Linked DNA regions of Macaca mulatta: all the other regions are linked to region 3. The links are chromatin contacts, called in public Hi-C maps. All regions are on one chromosome and are shown on one strand. The core of a region is the stretch at or near the end of the contact, and the rest is flanking DNA. Distances in the headings are between cores, read along the strand shown. Region 1 holds the start of ARHGAP23 (Rho GTPase activating protein 23). Region 2 holds the start of GPR179 (G protein-coupled receptor 179). Region 3 holds the start of EPOP (elongin BC and polycomb repressive complex 2 associated protein).

The links. Hi-C and Micro-C count contacts between places; a contact is called where the count stands out from the background.
Region 1: a Hi-C map of fetal cortex germinal zone shows a contact between it and region 3, with 2.3 times the contacts expected there. The contact joins the promoter of ARHGAP23 here to the promoter of EPOP in region 3. A contact is called at or near these places in 3 of 14 Hi-C or Micro-C datasets (fetal cortex germinal zone, fetal cortical plate and liver).
Region 2: a contact with region 3 is called in a Hi-C map of liver, with 3 times the contacts expected there. The contact joins the promoter of GPR179 here to the promoter of EPOP in region 3. A contact is called at or near these places in 2 of 14 Hi-C or Micro-C datasets (fetal cortical plate and liver).

The regions. Positions count from the first base shown.
Region 1 is chr16:62,697,147-62,700,378 of T2T-MMU8v2.0, forward strand. It overlaps ARHGAP23 (Rho GTPase activating protein 23), which reads left to right and starts at 1,383. Exons shown (of 25, transcript XM_077971375.1): 1 at 1,383-1,467. The coding sequence starts at 1,405.
Region 2 is chr16:62,607,784-62,610,889 of T2T-MMU8v2.0, forward strand. It overlaps GPR179 (G protein-coupled receptor 179), which reads right to left and starts at 1,282. Exons shown (of 11, transcript XM_001081991.5): 1 at 322-1,282. The coding sequence starts at 1,115.
Region 3 is chr16:62,954,256-62,957,461 of T2T-MMU8v2.0, forward strand. EPOP (elongin BC and polycomb repressive complex 2 associated protein) reads right to left here and starts at 1,662. Exons shown (of 1, transcript NM_001193705.1): 1 at 244-1,662. The coding sequence starts at 1,662. The coding sequence ends at 523.

The DNA.
Region 1 (3,232 bases), core at 133-2,632, 260 kb before region 3:
CCCGTCTCGGCCTCCCAAAGTGCTGGGATTACAGGCTTGAGCCACCGCGCCCGGCCGTAGAAAGAATTTTCTAGCTATTTTCTAGAAATGAAGGACAAGGCCAGGTGTGGTGGCTCACACCTATAATCCCAGCACTTTGGGAGGCTGAGGCAGGCGGATATCACTGGAGGTCAGGAGTTCGAGACCAGCCTGGCCATCCTGGTGAAACCCTATCTCTACCAAAATACAAAAGTTAGCTGGCGGTGTGGCATGGGCCTGTAGTCCCAGCTACTCGGGGAGGCTGAGGCAGGAGGATCGTTTGAACCTGGGAGGCGGAGGTTTCAGTGAGCCTAGATCTTGCCACTGTACGCCAGCCTGGGTGACAGAGTGAGACCCTGCCTCAAAAAAAAAAAAAAAAAAAAAGAAAGACAGACAGAAGGACTGTCCCTCCCTAGACTGTCAGGAGTTGGGCTGGAGGGGGTCCTTCTGGGGGACAAGGAAAGAAGCTGGCTGAGGACCAGAGCATCTCTTTAGGCCGAGGTCAGAGTGAAGCCAAGAAGGGTGGCTGTGGGGTGCTGGTGACTGGGAGCCTCTGCTGTCACTGCTGTTCACTGCATAGCAGGACTGTGGGCTGGCCCCATGGCCTGAGCCCCGAGACAGGCTGGGTGGGGGTCAGAAGGTCTGAGGCACCTGCCAGCCTCTTCTATCCTCGACTCCCCTGCCTCTCTGGGATCCTGGGCTGAGACTCTGGCTGGAAGGGGCTTACCCTACACTGAGGGGCACCCTGTCTCCCCGCCCCCTGCACTAAATCTGCCCTCGTGTCTCAATGTCTAGGGGTCTCTAAAGGGAAGAAGGCCTCTAAGCCTTTTTCTGTCTCCCCCTCTTTCTGATCCTGGGTCTCCTCATCTTTGTTTCTCACCTTTTCTGCCTCACTCTGCGCTGTCTCTATCTTATCTCTCCCTTTCTCATTCTTTCTGGGTCTCTGGATCTCTGTTTCTGACCATCTCTGGCTGGCTGTTTCTCTTTGCTTCCCTCTCCCTCCCTCCCTGTCCCTGTGCTAGTTCTGGGTTCGGTGCCCTTGTCCTCTTTCCTGGGCCTGGATGGCCCTCTATCTGGGCCGGTCCCTTGGAGGCCGGGAAGGCGTCTCCTGGAGACCGCCTCTCTCCCCAGGCTGGGTTCTGACGTTCAACTCTCAGGCAGCCCTCGTCCCTGCCTCAGCCCAGTTGCCGGTCTGTGGCCCTTGAGCGAGGCCACTGGCTCACCCCGAAGGGAGCGCGGGGTGGGTGGTGGGAAGGGGGAGGGGCGAGGGGGCGGACCCCGGGGGGGAGCCACACCGCGCTGGGCCCCGCCCCCGGCCCCGCCCCTCCCGGGTCCCTGCCGGCGCCCCCAGCAGTGCCCTGGCCACAGAGCCGCCGCTGCCACCCGATGAATGGAGTCGCCTTCTGCCTGGTCGGGATCCCGCCCCGCCCGGAGCCCCGGCCCCCACAGGTGAGGACGCTGGGCCAGGGAAGTGGGCGGGGCCGGTAGCTGCTGGGGAGCGGGCGGCCAGGCCGGGGTCGCTGCGACCCCGCTCGCCCTGCACAGCCTGGGGCGCACGGTGGGAGCGGGCACCGCGGGCACCGCTGCGGGGAGCTTCAGCTGGTGGCAGGCCCGGGAGGGGGCCCGAGCAAGAGCTGTCCGGGATAGAGGGGCGGGAAGGAGGAAGGTAGGCAAGGGGCCGGGACGGGCACGGGGCTGCCAGGGCAGGGGGCACAGACCCGGGTGGCGGTGCCAGGCCCCCAGCGGCTGGGCAGCGGGGGCGGGAGGCCCGCGGCTTTTGTCCGGGTTTGTCAGGCGGGGCGCCTGCCGCCGTTTCCTCTGCCCGAGTTTTCGTTTTCCGTTGGCGAGGCCCGGCACAGCTGGAGGGAGAGGGAGTGGGGGAGGGGGTTCCCGTAGCGGGACGTCCTCCCCCAAGGCGTCCGAACACCCCCTCCCCGCGCCACACTCGCCCCCTGCTGGGTCGGACTGCGGGACGGGTTGCCAGGCACGGTTCCGCCGCCCTCCTGGGTCCTGGGGAAGTTATAGACACAGGCCTGGGACCCCCGGCTCTGCCGGCGCGGCTGCCCTCCCCTTTGCACTCTCCGACCGGCTGTGGGTGGGTCAAAGCGCGGGGTGCCAGGGGCATTACTCAGCGCTGGGCTGCTCTGCTTGGGTTCTTTCATCTGCCAGCTGCTGAGTCTGGGGAGGGGCCAGCAGGGGCCTCCCGGCCCCATCCCCCATTAGGGTCATTCCCTTACCTCTGAGCCTGGCTGCCCGCCCTGCAGCAGCACCCCAGCAGGCCTCCCTGCTCCTAAGTTGAAGGGTTGAACACTGTCAGGTCAACAGTTTCCCTGAGCTCGGAAAAGAAATTCCCTGAAGTCCAGGTTGAGGTCAAGGCCTGGGCTGAGGCCTGTTCCTCTTTAGACAGGGCTGAAAGACTTGGGGACTCTCCTCCCCAGCTTTCCAGGCAGTGTTGAAGGTGGGATCTGCTGCTTGCAACTCTTTCAGAGACTGGTGTGTTCCTTGGTTGCTGGACGTGTTCAGTTCTCCCTCAATCTGCATCTCTCCCGGACTCCCTTCAGCCAAAGTGTGTTTCCTAATTATGAACTTGAAATTCAGGATGGACGGGGGGTGGGGGTGGAGGTCATTAAGCATGAGTCCCTTGGATTCAGTCCCCCACCAACAACACATACTTCATCTCTATCCCCTGCACCCCTCTCTGTCTCCACCCCAACCCTGAAGCCTAGCTGGGGGTGAGTGGCTTTTGATCCCATGTAGTTCTCCCCTCTGCCAGGGCAACAGACCCCGTTCCCCAAAGTGACGGCTCTCACTGCCATGTACTCATTGGCATGCGATTTGAATCTCGATTATATAACCAGTCATTTCACCTCCAAAGGCAGCCCAAAGGTCCCCAGCCCCAGTGTCTTCCACTTGCCCACAGTGTGGTTGGGTCCACCCCAAGGTGGCTGGGAATTCCAAGATCCTGCACCTGAGGCCCTGACCTCTTCTTGGGAACCGTGGGAGCAGTAAATCCTCTACATTCAATGCTGGATTCAAAGGCCTCAATAATAATAAACAGGAAGAATGGGAGTGGGCAGGGTAGGTGTTGGTGTCCCATTTCACAGAGAGGGTCTGAGCCTATGTAGTGAGGGTGCCCAGGCAAGAACCCAGGACGCTTGAAGGTAGTCAGGGCACAAGATGAAGCTTGGGGAGTAAAGCTATTAGGAAGGTGTCT
Region 2 (3,106 bases), core at 32-2,531, 350 kb before region 3:
CTGCATATAGATGTATGCTACATGTGTATACCTATTTGTATATGCACAGGCTCACAGACATTCCTGCATGTGCTCAAGCACATAAACCCAGATAAATATGGATTGATTTATACACATGTACACTCATACCTGTATGTGTTAATAGTTACAGATTCCCAGAGCCGACTGTGAGTACACACAGCTGAGTACAAACACCCACATCTGTGTGCCCTCCAGGCATGCACATGTTTGTGCCAAATGGTCCATGCACAGCTGAGGGGACCTGTACTTCCTTCTCCTACATCCCCACACACACATCAAATCCTGCACAAACCCACTTACCTGACCTCTGGGCTTAGGTCTGGCTTGAGTCCATAGAAGGTGGCAGAGAGTGTGATCAGCCAGCCAGGTCGGAGCCGTTCTTCCTGGCATTCCAGGAAAGGAGGAGACAGCCTCACCTGCTGTGTGTTCCCCACATATCCATCTGCCCGTGGCCACTTGGGGCTGCCAAGGCTCCCTAGGTCATTGGTCAACACCCGCTTCTTCAGGGCAGGGGTGTCCAGGTCCCCAGGTGGGTTCTCCTCCTGCACCCAGTTCCCAGACAAGTCCTGAAGGATGGTTTCCTCCCCAGTCCGGGTGGCCTGCAGGGCCAGCTGTAGGTGGCTGGCCCCTGGTGGAGGGTTAAAGGTCAGCAAAGCCCTGTACACCCTTGGGTCCCCCTCGGCCATGCTGCGGACCAGTGCCTGGTACCATTCCACATCCTCCTCCACACTGGACTCACGGATGTCGTTGGCTTGCAGCAGCATGTTAAGAAAATTGGCGGCCTGGGCAAGGGTGCCCGCTGCTCCCTGTAGGATTGGGGGGAGCCCTGGCATGGCTCCTGCCCCACGCGCTTCATAGCGCTCACTGCAATTCGCCTGTGACAGCTGCTGGGCATCTCCGGAGTAGAGATAAGTGAGGGCGGCCTCAGCCCCCTCTGGGGGTACCCTCATGGGCACAGATCCTGGCTTGACTTGGGAAGACAGAGGGGGCAGAGAGCGGAGGGGCCGCGGACCCCCCAGAGCCCAGTCACAGATGAAACAGCAGCCCAGCAGCCCCCATACAGTAGGGGGCATGACCGCTCCCCTGGTGCCCATCCTTGGGACAGCTCTCAGGACCCTGGGATCCAGGCTCAGGAGAGCCCAGGCAGAGGCTGGCTGCAGTCTGGGGGCTGTCTGCCTCCACGCTTCCTATGCTGGCATTCGCTTTTCCTCTCTCCCTCTCCCTCTCACGCTGGTGCTGGCTCGCCTGCTTTTTTCTTCTCTAACGTCACCAGCTGGCTTCTGGATGTAGGTATGAGGGCCCTGCCCCCTCCTCTCTCAGTGCGGCCCACTGTCTCAAACCTCTTAATCCTGGCACCCAACTCTTTCCTCCCCTCCTATCCAGTATCCAGGCTCCCTCCATCCCCCACCCACATCTGCTCCAGAGAGAGAGATGGGAGGGAAGGGGAGACGAAGGCACCAGTTGTGCTCTTTCTCCCTCTCTCCCTCCCTCTGCCTGCCCTTTGCTCCATTAGGAGAAATGGGCAAATCCAGGATGGGGCGCCATAGCAACCGTAGATGAGCTTGTGCCCCTCTCTCCACCCCTCTGCTCCACTCAAGCTCCTGGCAGCAACTGCAACAGGCACACTAAGGGGCCAAGCTGCATCTCCTGGCAGTCTGCTCTGGCTGCCTGCACCCCCGTGACCCCGTGCTGCTGAGCCGGGATTTGAGAATTGGGATGCCGAGGGTAGGAAAGACAGCCTAATAGTACCGTAATCGGTCTTTGTACAGACTGAGGCAGCTTATAAAGTGCTTTTCATGTGCTTTATCTGAATGAATCTTCCCCACAGCCATGTAAGGTGAATATTCTTATCCCCATTTCACAGATGCAGACACTGAGACTCACCCGAGGTCACAAAGCAGCTCACTCAGAGACTTACACCCAGAGCTCTGACTCCCCTACATTGCCCACCCAAACCACCACCATCACCATTACTCAGCCTCAGGGACTATAACAAAGCCTCCTTGCAGAGGGGTCAAGGGACTTCCCTAGAACCACAGTGGTGTTGTTTGTGACAGAGCTGGAGACTCCACCCAGGTGTCCGCCCCACAACCCAGGCCTCCTTCTGAACCGCAAAGTCGACAAGCACAGCGGCAATGGTGGCGGGAGAGAGGCGGGCATGGAGAAGACAGTGAACACAGTTTTGCCTCTACTTCTTAAACCTTCATTTTGTCATTCTAAGTTCTACCTTTTTTTTTTTTTTTTGAGATAGATTCTTTCTTTGTCCACCCAGCTGGAGTGCAGTGGCGTGATCTCGGCTCACTGCAACCTCTGCCTCCTGGGTTCAAGCGATTCTCCTGCTTCAGCTTCCTGAGTAGCTGGGACTACAGGCATGTGCCACCATGGTCGGCTAATTTTTTTTTTTTTTTTTGTATTTTTTTAGTGAAGATGGGGCCTTCACCATGTTGGCCAGGCTGATCTCGAATTCCTGACAAGTGATCCACCTGCCTCAGCCTCCCAAAGTGCTAGGATTACAAGTGTGAGCCACCGCACCTGGCTCCTTCTCCTTTTCTTCATGAAAACTGTGGCTACTCTCTCTTGCTTTTTCCTGTTTTCTTACCCCTCACCTCCTTTCTGCAGCTAGGCACAGTAACTGGGGGGCCCCGAGTCAGTGCTGTCTGAGCCAGCCTCCTTGGATCCGGAAGGGCATGGATTCTTGGGGAAGCCACAGAACAAAGCTCCTGCCTGCCCACCCATCACTTTTCCATCAATGATGGGCTTCCTGCTTCACGAGGCAATCTGGCCCCGCAGGCACAGGCCATCTCTTGGCTTCTTCCCTTCGAGCCCCCTCCAAACCCCCAATGTCTTGAACCTTTGATGTCCAAGATCATTGAGTGTATGTAGGAAGGGATGAGTGGTGGTTGCCAAAAATGTCCCTTGCTTTCCAGTTGACCTCTGCAAACAACAATTCTTTTTTCTTGGAGTCTTGTTCTGTTGCCCAGGCTGGAGCACAGTGGCACAATCTCAGCTCACTGCCACCTCTGCCTCCCAGGTTCAAGTGATTCTCCTGCCTCAGCCTCCCAAGTAGCTGGGAGTACAGGCGTGC
Region 3 (3,206 bases), core at 412-2,911:
GGAAGGCCTGAGGGGAGCAAAGGGTTAAAGGCCTGGACAGTGGGGGTGGGGGATGCCCCCAGGGAGCTGCCAATCATCTCCCCACCCCCACCGCAGCCCCCGCACCCCAGGCTCGCCCACAAACACAGTAACAACCGTTTTGTCCATCACCGAGGTCTCTCTCCTCTTTTTTTGGGGGGGTGGGGGCTGTCTTTGAGCGGTGGCCTCCTTTGCTCCCACTGGGGTGCAGGCCCTGCCTCCAACGGTCCGAGATGGAAGGGGGCAGGGATTGGAATCTATGTCATCAGCCTTTCTTGCTTAAGCCTTCTCCCGACTCCAGCCCTGGGTTTCTTTGCAAAGGATGAGGGGGAGGGACTGTCACCCCGAACACTTAGGTGCTTGAAGATCACTGTCATTTAGGTTCCTCTGCCCACAGCTCCTAAAATGTAAAGGAAGGGGACAAATGTGAGAAACGGGGCTCTCTCCTCAAGCCCGCGGTTTGGCCATGGTCCCAACTTTTCCCCTTTGGCAGAAGTCCCACGGTCAGCTTTCATCCATGTTGATCCCCCAGAATTTGAGGCCAGGGGGCTCAGGGACAGCGGGACCCCCCATCTGCCACCTCCACAGCGGGTGGGCGGGCGGGGGCTTAGAGTCTCCCTGGAGGCGAAGCGAGGATGCCGGCTTTAGGTCTCCGTCTTCCCCGACCACCAGGGCCGGGGGGCAGGGGAAGCAGTTGAGGAGGCTGAAGGTGCTCGTGGTGGGGAGCGTCGGTGCAGGGCGGCGGGGCTGCGCGGTGCGCGCAGGGGGCGCCGGCCGCCGGCGTTTCTTGGCGGCTCCCCGAGCCGACCCTTTCGCAGGCGGCCGCTCTGGCCCCCGGCGCAAACTCGGGGTATCCAAGGCGAAGCCCTTCGCGTAACACCAAAGTTTCGATCGGCGGATCAGACGATCGAAATGTTCCTGGCGGAGATCTCCAGGTGCGGCCGGAGCCGGGCTGGCCGTCGAGGGGCTGGCCGCTGGAGCCTCGGGGGCGGCCGGCTGGGGGTTTCCATCGACTTCGGCAGGCTGGCCGGGCAGGAATGGCCCCGGCGCCGCCCCGGGACCCGCGGGATCGGTGGAGAGGCCCGCAGGTGGCGACGGAGGTTGGGAACTGGGCTCATGAGGCGGGCTGGCGGCTGGGCCACGCTGAGGCTCGAGACCCGGGGCCGGGAGAGGCAGGGCCGAGGCGAAGCCGGTCGTAGATTCCCGAGGGCGCGGGGGCGCTGGGCAGCGGCCCGGAGGTGCACAGGAGCGAACGCCGAAGTGCGGGAAACCGCCTCCGCCCTCTTCCTCTTCTCCGCGGCGGGGGCACGCTGCAACGTCCGCATCCTCGCTGGACGCGGTGTTAGGAACGCTGGGCCGCCCGGTCGGTGCCCAGAGGTGCTTCAGGCCATCCGGGGCCCAGCCGCCAGGGCGCAGGGGGGCGTGAGGGCCCCGCAGCACGGGAGACCGCGCCGCCAGCTCCCCAGGCCCCGGGCCCAGAGAGGACGCCCGGGGCTTGGCAAGGGCGCAGAAGGCGAGGGCACGCAGGCACAGCGGAGAGAATTCCTGGGTCCCCCGACACGGCTTCCGGGGCGTGGGAGAGCAGGGCGACCCTCGCGGGGACGCCGGCACTGCCAGGCGGGGTGCGGGGCAGAGGGTCTCCATGGAGCAGCCTGAGGGGTGCCCACTGAGGGGGTCCAGGTCCCAGCGGCGGGATGCCCTGGCTGCCCGAAGAGCCCACGGGCGAGGGGAACATCGCCCCCCGTCGACGGGGAGGTCTCTGCTCACGGGCGCCCCCGGCCCGCTACCCAGGGCCGCAGAGCTCGGGCTCCCTCTTCGCTCTCCTCACGCGGCCCTCCCGGCAGCCGGACTCCTGGGTCCCTGTGAGTCCCAGCGGGGTCGGCCGCCCTTCTGCCGCCGCGTCCCCTTCGCAGCCCCGGCGGGAGACCCTCTCGAGTCGCCCGAAGCGCAGAGGCAGGGGAAACAAAGCGGCCTGCGGCCGCGGGAGGCGGGAAGGACCCCGGGCCCGGCACCCGGTGCCCGGGCCCAGGCGGCGGGGAGGGCGCCTTCCGCCTGCTCGGTTTCTTTCTTCCCCGCTGGCTCCCGGAGACCGCGTTATAGAGAACTGCCCCCTCGCTGCCCCAATACCAGCGCCGGGGCCGCGAGCCCGCCGCTGATTGGGCCGCACCGCCCGTGACGTTAGCCCGGACCCCACCCCTCCGGCGGCGCCGCCCCCGTCCCCATTCCGCACACAGACACACACACGTGGACCCGGCGCGGCGGCGGCTGGGAGGGAGCGCGGGAGGGAGCGTGCGCGGGTGGGATCGCTAGGGGCCAGATGCGCCGCCGCACGTGGCCCAGTGGCGTCCTGGGATTTCGTCGTCGGAAAGCAACTTGTTTTTTCCCGAGCAGTCTGGGTTTTGCATCTGTAAAATGGGACGCTTCATATCTGCCCTCTTGGGACTAAAAGAGCTATGTGAATCAACGTAGATGAATATCAGAAATAATGTTTAGGGGAAAGATGAAATGAGGCAATGGTTGTTTACAAGCTTTGCACAGCAGGGATTCTAGCGGGCCGTGAATGGCCCTTAAAACAGTACGTGGCACACAGCAGGCTCAAAAAATGCTGTAATGTATAAGTAGTTAAGAACTCAGTAGTTATATGCAAGATGAACAAAGAAAAAAATAAATTTGGAAGGGTGGGAGTGTTATTACACCCATGGAAGCCGATAAATAGGCTGTCTCAGTACCTATTTCCATTTCTCTGATGCAGTATCTAAATACTCCGCCTCAACTAAATTCAGAGTGCTGGCTCTGCAACCCCTGACCCCCAATCCCAGGATGCTCCGCTCTGAGGCTTGATCTGCCAAACAGGTTGAAGAGGCCACAGGAGGGCACGCACAGACCCTCACTCTCATATCCCCCAAGGAAAATAAAGAAAAAGTGAATTTCGGCCGGGCGCGGTGGCTCACGCCTGTAATCCCAGCACTTTGGGAGGCCGAGGCGGGCGGATCACAAGGTCAGGAGATCGAGACCACGGTGAAACCCCGTCTCTACTAAAAATACAAAAAATTAGCCGGGCGCGGTTGTGGGCGCCTGTAGTCCCAGCTACTCGGGAGGCTGAGGCAGGAGAATGGCGTGAACCCGGGAGGCGGAGCTTGCAGTGAGCCGAGATCGCGCCACTGCACTCCAGCCTGGGCGACAGAGCG